5 separate regions of the Mus musculus genome follow, and all the other regions are linked to region 1. The links are chromatin contacts, called in public Hi-C, Micro-C and promoter capture Hi-C maps. All regions are on one chromosome and are shown on one strand. Each heading gives the region's core, a stretch centred on a gene start, on an enhancer-like site or on the middle of the called end of the contact. The rest is flanking DNA. Distances are from core to core; before and after follow the strand shown. Region 1 holds the start of Efna5 (ephrin A5). Region 2 holds the start of Man2a1 (mannosidase 2, alpha 1). Region 3 has its middle 190 kb from the start of Gm34038. Region 4 holds the start of Pja2 (praja ring finger ubiquitin ligase 2). Region 5 has its middle 130 kb from the start of Gm34038.

What was found. Promoter capture Hi-C pulls out the DNA fragments that hold promoters and counts their contacts. A called contact is a pair of places that touch in the nucleus more often than the background predicts.
Region 2: a contact with region 1 is called in a promoter capture Hi-C map of pre-B cells, with 4 times the contacts expected there. The contact joins the promoter of Man2a1 here to the promoter of Efna5 in region 1. A contact is called at or near these places in 1 of 39 promoter capture datasets (pre-B cells) and 2 of 484 Hi-C or Micro-C datasets (both in embryonic stem cells).
Region 3: a Hi-C map of cerebellum shows a contact between it and region 1, with 2.0 times the contacts expected there. The contact joins the enhancer-like site here to the promoter of Efna5 in region 1. A contact is called at or near these places in 7 of 39 promoter capture datasets (the 3T3-L1 cell line, 3T3-L1-derived adipocytes, cranial neural crest and 3 more), 1 of 484 Hi-C or Micro-C datasets (cerebellum) and 7 of 115 datasets of contacts at active chromatin or transcription factors (the NIH/3T3 cell line, astrocytes, embryonic forebrain and 4 more).
Region 4: a Micro-C map of embryonic stem cells shows a contact between it and region 1, with 5 times the contacts expected there. The contact joins the promoter of Pja2 here to the promoter of Efna5 in region 1. A contact is called at or near these places in 1 of 39 promoter capture datasets (pre-B cells) and 1 of 484 Hi-C or Micro-C datasets (embryonic stem cells).
Region 5: a contact with region 1 is called in a Hi-C map of cerebellum, with 1.9 times the contacts expected there. The contact joins the enhancer-like site here to the promoter of Efna5 in region 1. A contact is called at or near these places in 3 of 39 promoter capture datasets (the 3T3-L1 cell line and hippocampal neurons), 1 of 484 Hi-C or Micro-C datasets (cerebellum) and 5 of 115 datasets of contacts at active chromatin or transcription factors (astrocytes, embryonic basal ganglia, embryonic forebrain and 2 more).

The regions. Positions count from the first base shown.
Region 1 is chr17:62,879,878-62,882,694 of GRCm38.p6, reverse strand. It overlaps Efna5 (ephrin A5), which reads left to right and starts at 1,378. Exons shown (of 5, transcript NM_207654.2): 1 at 1,378-1,689. The coding sequence starts at 1,565.
Region 2 is chr17:64,600,268-64,603,084 of GRCm38.p6, reverse strand. Man2a1 (mannosidase 2, alpha 1) reads right to left here and starts at 1,436. Exons shown (of 22, transcript NM_008549.2): 1 at 1,215-1,436. The coding sequence starts at 1,349.
Region 3 is chr17:61,287,296-61,290,112 of GRCm38.p6, reverse strand. No RefSeq gene overlaps it. Among named protein-coding and RNA genes, the nearest start is that of Gm34038, 190 kb to the left of the region's middle. Within about 2 kb of position 1,337, at least 1 of the 459 cell types and tissues checked has an H3K27ac peak or open chromatin away from gene starts, as enhancers often do. A contact at or near this core is called in cerebellum, where this site is marked.
Region 4 is chr17:64,330,407-64,333,223 of GRCm38.p6, reverse strand. It overlaps Pja2 (praja ring finger ubiquitin ligase 2), which reads left to right and starts at 1,341. Exons shown (of 10, transcript NM_001025309.1): 1 at 1,341-1,428.
Region 5 is chr17:61,605,839-61,608,655 of GRCm38.p6, reverse strand. No RefSeq gene overlaps it. Among named protein-coding and RNA genes, the nearest start is that of Gm34038, 130 kb to the right of the region's middle. Within about 2 kb of position 1,400, at least 4 of the 459 cell types and tissues checked have an H3K27ac peak or open chromatin away from gene starts, as enhancers often do. A contact at or near this core is called in cerebellum, where this site is marked.

The sequences.
Region 1 (2,817 bases), core at 129-2,628:
TTCCCCTCCTTTCTACTTCTCGCCAGTCTTCCCAACCTCTCCAGGCTGCTCGCGCCGCTGCACTCAAGTTTATTTTCCCGCCTGGGCAGAGGTTTTAGGATTCGGTCGGTGGCTTTCACCTCTCGTTACTGCTGTGCCTAAGGAGGGAAGGAGGAGGCAGCTCCGGATCGGGAAGGTTTTCTGATGTAGTCATCGGGGAGGTGCCAGCAGCTCGCGTGTGCTCCCTCTCCCTTTTTCCCTCCCGGTTTCAAACTGATTGATGAATCTCTACAAGTTGCTGGGGTTGGGGCCGGAGAGGTCCGAGTCCCAGGGACACTTCTGAGAGCTCCCCCCCGGGGCTCTGGGCACGCCGTGCGGGGGTTCAGCCTCTCTCCCGGAAGGCGAACGGAGACTGTCATCAGCCCATCCCGGACTTGGAGGGCTCCATCCGAAAGTGATTGTTTCCCCTCTCGCTTCTCAGCCCGGCAGTTGGCTTGGCGTCGCCCTGCAGGTTTGGGCATCCCGGCCCCGCCTGGCTGGCTGGTTCACAACCTCTGCTCTTCATTCACTCCGCGGCACCCACACCCGGCCAAGACAAGCTAGCAGGAGAAATCCCCGACTCAGCCAGCGCCCGGGGGTGCCATCTCGCTCTGCCTCTGCGGTCGGACTCCTTTGGGGACCTGCTGGAAGACGTGAAGAGCCAAACTTTTCTTGGAGCCTTTTCCGAAGCAAGACCCGCTCCTCCTCTCCTCGCCTGAGCGCTCGGCTGCGGCTTTGGGCAGTTCCAGGACTCCGGCAGAGCCGGGCTTGCGGATCCAGATCGCCACTCTTCTCTGCGCACCTCCGGGTACCGCAGTCCACAGGACTCCTGCGAGCCTTGCGGGGGGTCGCCTGGCCAAGGCACAGAAGGGAGGCTCCGGACTGCTTCCAGCCTCCTGGGGACACCAGTGTGAGGACGCCCCCCCCCCCGCCCCCCTCCACACAGCGCCCTCCTCCTGCAGTTTCTCTCCGGCCGCCAAAGTAACTTGGAACAAAGCGGGGCGCACGGTGAGGGCCCAGCGCGGCGGAGGAAGCCCGTGCAGACCGCGGCGCCGACACTGAGCCGGGCCCGGCGGGCCGGTGTATGTCTCCCCGCAGCCGCGGCGCTCAACTCCCCGTGACTGTGCAGCGCGCGCCGCCGCCTGCCCCGACCCGCGCTGCCGCCGCCCGGCCCCGCACGCACCTCCCTCTCCCGGGGTGACCGGCTTGCAGCCGCCGCCCGAGACACAGCTCCGCACCCCTACCCCCGCCCTCGCCGCCGCCACCGCACACACGCACGCGTCTCTCCGTCTTGTGATTCTTCTCCCCTCCCGAGCCCTTCAGTGGGGGTGCGAGTTTGTCCCCCCGCCCCAGCCACTGCCTCCTTCTTCTCTCTCTCCTCTTCCTCTTCCTCCCGCGCTCGCCGCGCGCCTCTCGCCCCTTCATCGTATTTATTCCTATTTATTTGGCGTCCGCTCTCTTCGTCTGCCCCTCTCCCTCCCTCCCCCTGGATCCCCGATCTCTCCCCGGAGTGGCGCGTCGGGGGCTCCGCCGCTGGCTAGGCGTGATGTTGCACGTGGAGATGTTGACGCTGCTCTTTCTGGTGCTCTGGATGTGTGTGTTCAGCCAGGACCCGGGCTCCAAAGTCGTCGCCGACCGCTACGCCGTCTACTGGAACAGCAGCAACCCCAGGTAAGGTGGCCGGGGCGGGGGCGCCAAAAGCTCGGGCTCCGCGGGCCTGGGCCGGGAGCAGGGGACACGGCGGCCGGGAGCGGCGCGCACCAGCCGCAGGCAGCGCGCGCCCTCGGAGCCTGCGTCGCCAGACGCCGCTGGCCGCCCGGCGCCGGCGGGAAGCGCTCGCTCCGCGCCGCTCTTTGTTAAGCCAGGGCGGCAGGGCCGGCGGCTGCTAGCAATCCCCAGGGCTGCGCGGAGCCGCTGCCTCCGACCGGGTGCGGGGAAGACACGGGAATGGGCGGGAGCCCCGGACCCGGGCCATCGCTTCCCAGTCGGGGAGATTGGCCCGCACCTCCGGATCCCGGCTTAGAGCTTGGGTGCTGGTAGCCTCGGGTGCGTACTGCCAAGAGGTCCTCCCTGGAGCCTGGGGGGCGCGGGGCTGAGGCCGGGATCCTGATAGATAGCATCAAAGTTTTCTTTTTTTTTTAATTTTAAAATTTTTACTTAAACATAATGCCTTCTTTTACCTCCTTGCGCGCATAGAGAGAGCGCGTACCGGTTAGAGGGAAGCAAAGGGGGGTTGGAGGGATGGGTGAGTGGAAAGCGGAAGCTTTAGGGTTTAATGTTCTTTTTAACTGCGAGATAACTGTTAGGTGACCCCCCCCCCCCCCACACACACACCGCCAAGTCGGTCTAGGCCCATCGCGCTTGGCCCTGGAAAGGATTCTCCCAGCTCGGGCACCCTCCTTTCCCCCCCAGTGGGCTTAAGGTGCCAGAAAGTTTGATCGAATGCCGGGTTACGTCACGAGTGCAGAGCGAGCCGCTGGAGTTGGCAAGCCGGAAGGTGGGAGCCTTCGCCCCGGGGCCTGGCGCTGTGCAGCTGGAGGGACGCGCGTGGTTACCTGCGACAGCGTCTAGGCGACCCCAAAGCCTGCGGGCTTGGCGGGAGGCTGGAAGCGGGCGCCGGGGACTTCCTTAGCGCACGCTCTGGGCCCTAGCTTGCCGCAGCCACCCTGCGATCCTGGACCCCGGAGAGGGGAGGAGGGTCGTCCACAGCACCAGGCAGACCCTTTCTGGTCCGGGCTGCTCCCAAACCTTACTTTCTCCCGGATCTGGACCCAGCAGTCGGTCCCGCTGGGCCCACAT
Region 2 (2,817 bases), core at 187-2,686, 1.7 Mb before region 1:
GCATGTGGGACAAAGCTCAGATCTCCCGGGCCCTGGCTGCCAGTTTACTCCAGCCTTTGCACAAGGCCGGTGCAAACTCCCAAGTTCAAAATTTAAAGGCAGCAGAGAGCATGTGTTATATATTTTCTCTCTGTGCTCTATAGGGGAAGCAGAAGCTGTAAACATTTGGAAACATCTGTCTGTGGCCAGCTTTTTATTTCCACACTTCTAAAAGAAAAAAATACTTCTAGTGCTGTGTACTAATGACAGAATCCGCAAGTCCTCGTTCCGATTTCATTAAATTCCCACCAAGCCATTGACCCTGGCATATCAGAAGAAATGGCAAGGGCTATTTCCAGTCATTTAAACTGTCATATTAAAAGAAAAAAAAAGGCAAAACATCAGCCTTATTCGGGTAGGTTGTAGATTGCTCTGGTCAACTAGTTGTTAGCTTGTCAACACTTGGATTCTTCGGATTTCTCCACACATCTGCTTCTACTAAAATGTATGTGTGTCAACAGAGAAAAGCCGTAAAGGCCACTCTCAATTGCTACGTGGTCACCTCCCACACAGAACCTATTGCATCCATTTCTTGTTATTTGCTAGTAACTTTTCCTGAAAGACTTCGGGTGGGTCGTTTGTTCAACTCCTCTGCCAGCTGGACCACCCCGCAGAGAACTGAGCGCCGCACAGCTTCCAGTGAGAGAATAACAGGCGCTTCCCCACTCTGCTCCAAACCAACCCGAGGTAACAGCTGAAGCATGACGACACTAAAATCAACCCTACTATCCATATCTCAAAGGGCTGCAACAGGAAATAAACTTTTTTATCTCTTAAGAGACAGTGAAAGGGAAAGGGGTCAGAAACAGAAATCTGCCTAGGTGGGCTGTGTTTAATCAATTTCCGCGCCTCGGTGCGTTCAGGGATCTGGGCGGCCTCTGGCAGCTTTAACCCTGAGCTAGCTTAGGGGCGACACTCACACCGGTTCCCCACCAGCAGGTGGCCGAGCCCACTTCCACAGGCCCGGGTGCAAATGTGGGAATATGTCCTCTTTTGCCCGGTGCCAAGGCTGCCACCGCATGACGCCCAGCACTTTGCAAACTCAGCGGTCCGAAACCTCAGCAAGCCGGATGAGGCTCTGCCGGTCGTCGGGTGCGGCCTCACCCTGCCCCGGTGCCGAGAAGTGCGAGCCCCGGGACCAGCCCTCCAGCTTGCGCCCGCCACCAGGTGCTTACCTGCGGAAAGGAGCCCTCCTGGCGCGGGCCCCGAGGGTAGTCCAAGTGACCCCTGTCCAGCATCAGGTAGAGTGAGAAGATTACGACGCAGAAGATCGCGCTGCCAAACACGGTGAACTGGCGACTTAACTTCATTTTCCTCGATGGACTCGGGGCCAGGACGCGGTCCTCACCCGAAGGAGGCAGAAGACTGAGGACTCCAGCCGGCGATCGCCGAGGGCTCCCTGCTCCCGGCCGCACACCCTTCGCGCGCTACGGCGCGGGTCCCGGCTGCGCTCCGCACCTCGTCTCCGGAGCCACCACGCGCCCTCGGCCTACGCCCTGGCCCGCTGCCCTCCCCAAGGCCGGCCGTCCCTGCAAGGCAGACTCCTGGAGAGCAAGGCAAAGGTCCCCACAAACTTGCTTTCCTGCAGGATAGCGCTACCCGGTAGGGCGGTCGGAGCAGTCAGAGGAGAGGTCTCTGCCCGACTTCCTGCCACGGGCCGGCACGACTGAGTCGGCAGGAAAAGTTTTCTCGACAAGGGCAGGCGTGTCCTCCGCGCCCAGAGAACGCGCGGGTTCCGCGGCTCCGGGGCCGAGTGTGCGGCGCTGGGAGCAAGGAGCGCGCGGAAGAAGGAACTGGACCTGGAGGCGCCGTGCCCCACAACTTAGCGCCGGGACACCCAGGCCCACCCCCGCCACACCGCCCCCGCGTGCCCGCCGAAGAACCCCTTCCTGCCGCGGCTACTGCGGGGGCCCGACCCGGGTGCACCCTGTGCGCCGGAGCGCTGCAATCCAGGACTTTCCTCGGCGTGTGCGTCCGATCCCCGGCCTCTCCCGGCCCCCGCCGCCCCTACCTTCCCCCTCGCGGGCCCGGGCTGCACGCGGAGGGCGCAGGGGGCGGGCAGCGCCGGGAGGAGGCAAGCCGAGGGAGGAGGAGAGGACCGTCCCCGGAGAGGAGCCCGCTCCAGCTGCAGCCGTGGAGCACCCCCTCCTTCCCGCCCCGAGAACGCGGAGATGGCGGCGGCAGCCGCGAAAGGAAGAGCCGGTTCCCCAGCGCCACTCGGCGCTCCTGTACCGCCCGCCACGAGCCGGAGGAGACGGCGGCGGCGGCAGCGGCGGCGGCGCAGCGGCCGTTGGGTCAATAGGCGCCCGCAGCCCTGGAGCTGGGCAGCCGGCTGGCCCCGCCCCCTCCCGACGCGCCGGGATGAGGGGGCGGGCCCCCTGGCGCCCAATCACAGCGCGCCGCCCGCCAGGCCCGCCCAGCGCCTGCCTCACTGGGCCCTGACAGTAGGAAGACCTCAAGAGGCTTCAGTGACAAGGGAGGCGGCTTTGCAGGAATTGAGGCCAGCAGAGAGGTGCCTCCAGGGCTCCAGCAGCCTAAGGTCCAGAGCGACAGTGGTTCATTCCCCAGATTCCATCCTCTTGTCGCGTCTTCTATCCTGGAACGCCCAGATCAGCCTGCCTTGGAAGGGTCTGTGCAGGGCTGGAAGGGGAGGTAGACAAGAAATCTGAGGAGCCTAAAAAGGACTCATCTTTTCCTCTTGCTTTTGGCGACATCCTGGTGAAACCAGGGGAAAAGGGAGGCTGACAAAGCCTCTTGTAGGCAGATGTAGACATCTGG
Region 3 (2,817 bases), core at 88-2,587, 1.6 Mb after region 1:
GGTCATTGAGAAATGATTTCAGTGGACTAAAGGAGTAAAGTGTTTGTCTGAATGGAAAGGTATAAGTACAGCAGAACACTTGGACATTCTGCCCATCTGCATACCTGCCAATCACAGGCTGAATGAGACAGGCCCTTGTAGCCCTGAAGCTAAAATCAAGGATTTTTTTTTAGAGTCTTTTATCATTCAAAGTGGTAGAACAAACTGCTTCTTGTTTCAAGAATGATCAGAAATACAAGAAAGTTAGTGTCAAACTGAATGAGTCTCAGTAAGAATTTATTGTAATCCAGAGCAATAGAGTAGCTGTGGTTGTTTGCACAACACCTGTACAATATAAAGCCAGTCAGCATTGCAACAAGGTAGGAGGGAACACTCAGGAGTCTGCACGTCTAACTTAGGAACTATAGAAATCTGATCATTTCTTAGGTTCACCATGTTCCCAAGAATGGTCTACACCCATGAATATATGACGATCTTTTAATGCAGATCTAAAAAGAAATGATATGACCCAGGGTTCTGTATCTTTCTGCACTTATGGTGCATCTACCTCTGAATGTAGAATCTGAGTGTTGCCATGATACACACATTTTCTGCAAGAATCCTAGAGCCAATAAAGTGAGCTGTGTCTTCAGTTGAGTAATCAGATGGTAGTGCATACCTTACGAAGCAACTGTGATATTAAAACAAAACCATGATACGAACCGGTTTAAAGAATTTACTCTAAAAACTGAAAATGATCAGCTCATTATTTTCTCTTGCTCCTCATATGTGCATACTTAGCTATTAACTACTTATTCGGTCATACAAGGAACATGAAGGAAGGGAAACCATTCATTTTCTTTTCAGTCTCTCTTACTCATTTGTAAATGGACTTAAGGAATATGTATACATCAGGAAACAGACCTCAAGGTTTTGATTATGTCCTCGTTAAGAGCATCATATAAAGGCATATGTTTGTTATAAAACAGATATTGGGAGTTTCATGAGTCTGTATATGAGGTAATAGTCACATTTAAAATTGCCACTGTATAATATAATGATAATCAATATTAACAATATAGAAATTATAAATGAAGTTAATTTACCTCTATTTAAAAAGAAATGAAAAAGAATGACAAAAACCAAGCAAAAGACATTTTAGAAAGCAGAAGCTGTATATGGCAGAGTCTTATTGACATGTTATCTTTCTTTAATGAAAATGTCCCAGAAATTTAATTTTTCACTGGACCCAGTACATTAATTATCAGCCCTTACTTTCCCTATCTAATGATGCCACTCTTACTCTGCCTAGGAGCCCCGTTGCTTCTCACTGAACATGCCCAGCTCCCTGTCTTTCATGGTCACTGTGCTGTTCAGCTTCTCCCTGCATGCTAATCTCCACAGGTCCATATGCTCTGCTTGTTCATTCCTCTCCTGATACTTTTCCAACCACATCTTTTCATCGAAGTTTCCCTAAACACTGCATTTGGTGATTTCATCTCCATTATTTTTTTTTTCATGATTGCTCAATTTTTTTTAAAAGAAATGTTATGTTTCTGTGGCTTCTCGTACAGTTAATTGGGTTATACTGGCCCTAAATCATGAATAGATCAGACAGTGAATGATGTTCTATTTAGAAACAAATGTCTCAGAAATAAAGACCAAAATATTCATCAGTTTTCCCTTAAGTCATCTTCACCAAATAGAAAATGTTATGTCTCCTGGCTTCTGAGTTAATATCCAAAATGAGATTGAACTTGGTCACTAAATTGCATCTAAGGTTTACTATTTTTCAGAACTTTGGCAAGAGACTGAATACAAATGTTACGTGTGAAATAAAATGTAATTAACACAAATATAAGTTGAGATTAAGCTTTATTTAATTTTAAATCCTCAACCACTATTAAGCCTTAGTTTCGGCCTCCAGTTTTGGCTTAAAATTCATAAATATTCTGAATGGAGAATAGCAGGTGTTAGTCCTAATTTAACAAAGCAGGTGTCAAATATTTTTTATGGGGGCAACTGCTACTCCTTCTGGGGAGTTCTTTACTTTGGGGTTTCTCCTAATTAAAAATATTTATCCATCACCCGTCAATGCTGTCTCTAAGGGACAGGGAAACCTTTGGAGAATGTGACTTGAAGACTGTATAGACAAAAAATGAGAAAGCAAAGAACAGAAAGAAAAACAAGAAAGGAAGAAAGAGAAAGGAAGAAATTACTATTAATCCCATAAAGATCGTTTTTCTCTAGTGTCAAAATTAAAGCTGCACAATATAACTCACTCTTCTCATAAAATACTTTTCAGATTCTGAGACCAGTACAATTAGGTACGTAATGGGATTCAAAAAATTCTATATTCAAGGTAAAATATGCAACATTAGATGATATGTTTCACATCTGACATGATTTTGTTTCCTACAAATTTTTTTTAAAAAACCTACATAATTTAAAGTTTTCTAATATTAGGTAAAGACATCTATAAAGGTTAAGGGTGAGATTATGAAAATTTTATTCCTCTCACAATAAAGAACTTTTAATGTTCAAAGAAAATAATAGCGCCATTCTAATAACTCTGGCAGATCAGATTTTGAACTAAGATTTTGTGATGATTTTAAGAATTATATTAACGTGTGTGTATGTGTGTGTGTGTGTGTGTGTGTGTGTTTGTGTGTGTGTGTATGCTGCTTGTACATGTGAGTATGGGCATATGTGTTCCTCTATTATGATTTATGTTGCAAAAGAGAGCTTGGAACTTTATTATTATAAATAAAAGCTTACTAATTATTCTATTTTATAGTGTATAACATTAGTCATCAAGTGATGAGGGTTTTGTCTTCA
Region 4 (2,817 bases), core at 92-2,591, 1.5 Mb before region 1:
AAGAGAGCAAGGACTTGGAGACATGTAAAAGAGTAATTTGGGGGGCGGGTAAAATATATGCTACTGGGGTATTCTGGGAATTAAACTTGGTTTCACAAAATGTCTAGCAATTTCTCGTGTTTTTATGGGAAATGTCGAATCATTTCTTTACATCGATGGTAGAAAAAGTAGTTTCAGTTCACTGGCAGATTTTACAGCTAAAGGACATCACAAGAAGTGGGGCTCTTAATCTGTGTGGGTAGGGAGGCCACGTGATAAATATATCCTGGGCTTTTGAGCTCTGGGTGATGAAGCTGGGGGTGGGGGCGGGGAGTTAAGAGAAGAGAGCTAGGCTGTAATCAGAGAAGCAGGCAGGCTTCAGGATGAGAAAAGGGGACATGTGCATCACTGACATAACGAACTTAAACTGTGACTGGGTTTAAATTAAGCAAGGTGTCCAGGGACTCCAGCTGTTGTATTTATTTTGGTTGCATGAGACGAGAGCTGATAACTCCGAGCCTGACACCCGATATAACTTAGCTGTCAGCTGCTAAACTCTGGTCAGGCCAAATCTACATCTCACCTATAGCTGCTTTATACAAACAGAATCAGAGAGCAGGGCGAGGGTCTGACCAGTGGTGGGCGGGTACCACGCACCACAGAGAACCACAGCAAACAAGCTCTTCGTACGTTTCTTTCCCTCGCTGCTATCAGAATTGCAACTGGTTTCGGATTTTCTTTTCTTGTACTTCAAATTGCAAATACTGGGTAACTTCTCACAGCCTTGGGAACCGAATTCTGCACCTCCATTTTGCTGGGGGGCATGCGGGAATGGAGGGAGAAGTGTAACTGCGCCAGTCCTGCGCTCAGCTCTCCACACCCCCTTCCCTTCGGGAGACCCCGCCCTTTTCTCCCAGCCAAACCACAAAAGGCCTGACAGTGGATCGGGCCTCGGCGCCCCGCCCCCGCCCAAACGTCGCAGTGCTGCAGGGGCGGGCGCAGGGCCAGAGAGGGGGCGGAGCCAAGCGCGTCTCCACTCTCCTCGGCCAATCCGCGAAGGGCCTGGGAGAGAGCTTGCAGGCGCCAGGCAGAGAGACAGCCCCAGTTATTTTCCCTTTTTCTGCCACGTCCAACCATGACGTAGGCCTACTTCTAGGACTGCGATTGGATGCGTGCTTTTCCCCCTGCAGAGGGCCGTGAAGTCTATTGGCTGCGCCCTCAGGGGGCGGGGCTAAAGCGCTCCCTTCCTCCGCCTCCTTCGCAGCGCAAGGGGCGGGACGCGCCGCCGCCGCCGCCGCCGTCACCACCTCTGCTTCCGCCGCCGCCGCCGCCGCCGCCGCTGCAGCCGCTGCGCGTTCGGCGGGGGAGGAGTCGGAGGCGGAGAAGAAGGCGGTGGTGGCGGGTGGAGGATCGAGCGCTGTTCTCGCTCTGGAGCCGCTGCACATCTCGGTGAGGGCAATTTTTATTTTTTTCTCTCTCCATTCTGGCTGATTCTGTCAGAGCGGATCTGGGTGAGGGAGCCGCTGCCCAGGCGCCTCGGCTTCGGGGGTCTCCGAGGAACGGACCGAGCCGTGGCCGGCCATGGTGGGTGGGGTTGGCGACTGAGAGGCCTCCGGCCATCCCGCCCGGGGCCGCGCTCTAGCCCGAGCCGCCGCGCCCGCCGCCCGCTCGCTCCCGCCGGCTGTCTGCTGTCCTTGGTGCCCTGGTCAAGGACCCGGCGCCTTGCCCCTCGCGGCCCGCCAGTGCCGCCCACCCTCAGGCCCGCCGCGGAGGACCGTGGCGCACTAGGCCTGCGGGGCCCCTGCCCGGCCCGGCACGGCACGCCTTCCATCCCTGCCTCCCGGATTTGCGTCCTCCCCGATTGTCACCGAGGCCCAGGCACCCTGTCAGGCAGTGCCAGTGGCCTACCGTCTTCTTGGTCAGCGTTAGGCCCCAGCACGCCTGTCAGAGGCACCTTCAGGGCTCCCCTCCCCGCCCCCACCCGCACCTCCACCCCCACCCCAAGATGCCTCCAGGTTTATCATTTTTTGCGCACATTAAAAATGGTGAGTTGAAAGCTGCCCAGACCAAGTTGAATAAAATAAAACAAAAAAAAAAATTGTATGTCTACATAGACAACTGCTTTGACGATCCTCATTCTGTCAAGTATACGATTCTTTTTTTTTTTTTTAAAGAGGCCTTACTCTATTTTTATCACGAAATATTTGCTATTATTTCTTTTAAGATGGCAGTCATTGCTGAAGACTTAACAGGTCATTTGATGAGTGTATACAGGAACGTAAAAAAATAACAGAAATAAACGTAACATGTTTGTGATTGTCTTCTGGATTTCATGTCTTTTTATATGAAATAATTTTATTCTTCTATTACAGACATGCACCCTCCGTGTAAAATTCAGCAGTATAAAGAGAGAAGTATTAAATAAATACTAATATGTGACTATTTTCATCCTTCAGTGCCCCACCAGTATTTCGGTTTGGTGGTCATCTTTCCAAGTGCTTTCACAAACGCATCTTGAAAGATACACACACATGCAGAGTTGTCTCCTTCAGGGATGGGGGTGAGGGCTATGCTGAGCACATTTGTGTAAAGCTTGCTTCTTCTAATTATATATCTTGGACATAGACTCCCGTTTTATGTAGGCCTCCCTAATACTTTTTCTATCTAAGGGTACATCCTATTTCTTTAATTTGATGGACTTTAATTAAGTATTCCTACTGAAAGCCGTTTCAGTGCTTGCAGTTGAAAGTTATGCTTTATACTAAAGGTAACTAACTCACGTATTGATTGATTGATGCTGAACTGTAAGCTCTGAATCGTTTATTTTAGAACATTTCA
Region 5 (2,817 bases), core at 151-2,650, 1.3 Mb after region 1:
GTGGAGTCTTACATGACTCAGAGAAATTTATAAACCCAACCCTGGAAACATAAGACTCTTAAGCTGACCTATAAGGATTCTTAAACATGTATAACTTTTCCTGGCCACATTCCGGGATTGTACAAGCCATGCCCAAATGCAGGAAGGAAAAAGACTCTACTGGAGCCACCTGGATTCTTGGCAGAGAGCTCCGGCTTTCACATTCCTGCCAATAACCACAACAAACTCAATGGTTTATGATCTAGAAAGAGTTGGGGGAGTTTATCTGGACTGGATAAATTGAAATTATTCATGTCTTTCTAACGGAGCTCCACAACATAAAATCGGTTTGGATTAGGTCATTATTTCAAGATATGGGGATATGGGGATTATAATGTTGCAGCTAAGGCAAAATGATTTTCTTTTTCTCTATAAATATACATAAATATACACATATATATGTATACATATATGCATATATATACACACATATATATACACATATATACGTATTCACACATATATAAATGTATATATATATATATATATATATATATATATATATGTGTGTGTGTGTGTGTGTGTGTGTGTGTGTGTGTGTGTGTGTGTGTGTGTGTGATGTTAAATGTGTAGATAGCAGTATGGTCATTCATCTCCTTAAGGGTAAATATTCTCCTTGTTTTTCTGGATAGCTTTAAACTTTATAGGGTAAATAAAAGTGCAAATGAGAATCAGAGAGGTTGTGAGAGAGGCATGAAGACAAACTGAGTGTGAGCTGGCACAATAAGAGGCAATTCCACAATGACTTTGAAGAGGGAAGAGAGCCAGGTAACTGAGGAACTCAAGTGTCTCTGGATATTGGAAAATCAAGGAAAGTTATTTTTCCCTAATGTCTGCAGAGTGGGTACACAGTTAGCTGGGAGGCATCTTGATTTCTGCTCAGTAGGAACTATGCAGCACTGCCATCAAAAACCAAAGATACTATGTTTTCCGTGCTTCTCAACTACAAAATATGTAGCAATCTGTTTTATCGGTGTAGAAAACTGATGCCACTGCTCTAAGCTATATTTTCCAAGTAGCAAAATCGGTCCAGTGCTGCAGTTAACTCCTCAAACTGCATAGGCACAGCTGGGCAAGAGGACAAGTGTTGAGCGATTTTGTACAAAGCCGGTAAAGAATCTCAAACTCACTCCAATTTATAAAATATAAAACATCTCTCTACTAGAACACTGATGTTGGAAAGTAAAGATTATGCTTCGCTGTGCACAGTGGGGTAACTGGCACGGCAAATACTGGTTCCGAACCGAGCCTTTAATGCTGTCACTGAGGCCTGAAAAACACCTGCTTGCACATCATGTGCTTTAGTACCTCCGTCGATGTCATCGGGCAGCTTGTCAGATAGACCATTGTGTGCCAGTCCATACCAGCTCTCGTCCCATTCCCTGCTGATCAGGCACTGGGAGCAGAAGGTCTCTGTACACTCACAATAACTTCCTGCTATTTTAATAATGGTGACGATGGGGGAAAACATGGAGCTATGGAGTATGATGAAAGATGTAAATAATTCTGGATACCACGAAGGCAAATAAGTGAAAATTCAAGTAAGAGAGAAGGCTGGAGTCTTTCCTTTTGTTTCCTAGGTTTGTGTTCTCTCAGAATACAAATTAACAAAGGAAAAGAATAGCGGGATCAAATGTGTCGGAAAACAGCTTAAGACCGTGCTGACAGAGTTGGCACTCAATCCAGATGGCTCTGGCACTCAAATGCCAGCAACAGAAATGTAAGCTATGAAGAGAGTAACTTCACACGGAGATGCTGAACTCTGAAAAATTATTCATTCATGAACTGGCAAGAAGCATATGGAGGAGATGCAGTACATAGGAGAGAATTCCAGGATGAGCTTAAATAATTGCTGAACTGTAATTTTAATGAAGAAATTTAGGGATCCCCCCCCGTTGTGTTCTACATTCAAAACATAAAAATAAAGAAACAATAAATACATTCACACATCATATATTAATCATCTCCAACAAGTGGCATTAGTTTGGCCATGGGAAGTGAAAGGGTAATATGATCATAGACTAATTGCATCCTCCCAAACAAATCAGTTTATGTAGCCTGTCAAAGAAATTTCTTTCTAGGATTCCTTTGTAATCAAACTATTCACACAGGGCATGGTAGTGTGGCATAAAACGTCTTAGTTGAATCTGTGAGTCTGTACTTTTTTTCCCAAGGTTCAAAACACGAGGGAAGTAAAAGTGACATTTATAGATTTTATAACTTATTTTAGCTGTCTCTGGTTCTTTCAGATTGAATGGAGTTATGGAAATATGAGACCTTCTGACATCTCATGACTGATGAACTATAGCTCTGATTTTTATGATGATTGATTTTATTTTCAATTGTTTTGATTTCTGAAAATTTAAACACTCACTTAGCATGAGATTGATAATGGTTATTTGTCATGTATGAAATCTGACTTAGATTTATGGACTTGTTTGACATATTTCAGAGCTTCTTGCCCATGTGGACTTCTATTATATCCTGCAATGTATGTTATAAAACAAGAGTGTCTGTTATTATATTAACATGAGAAGGCCAAGTGCTTATTTTGGGCTTCACCAATTGTGGTGACAGAAAAATATGATATTTATATTACATAACCCCAGAAGAATACATGTCTATGTGCGAAGATCATATAAGCATATTTGCAAAAGAAGCCCTTTCTAGCAATGTGACATCAATGCAAGAATTACATTCAGAAGAAATGAGAAAATGCAAGATTCTTGAGTAAATTTTAAAAATTCACTCTTGCTCCATCTGGTCAGCAGGCTTTTT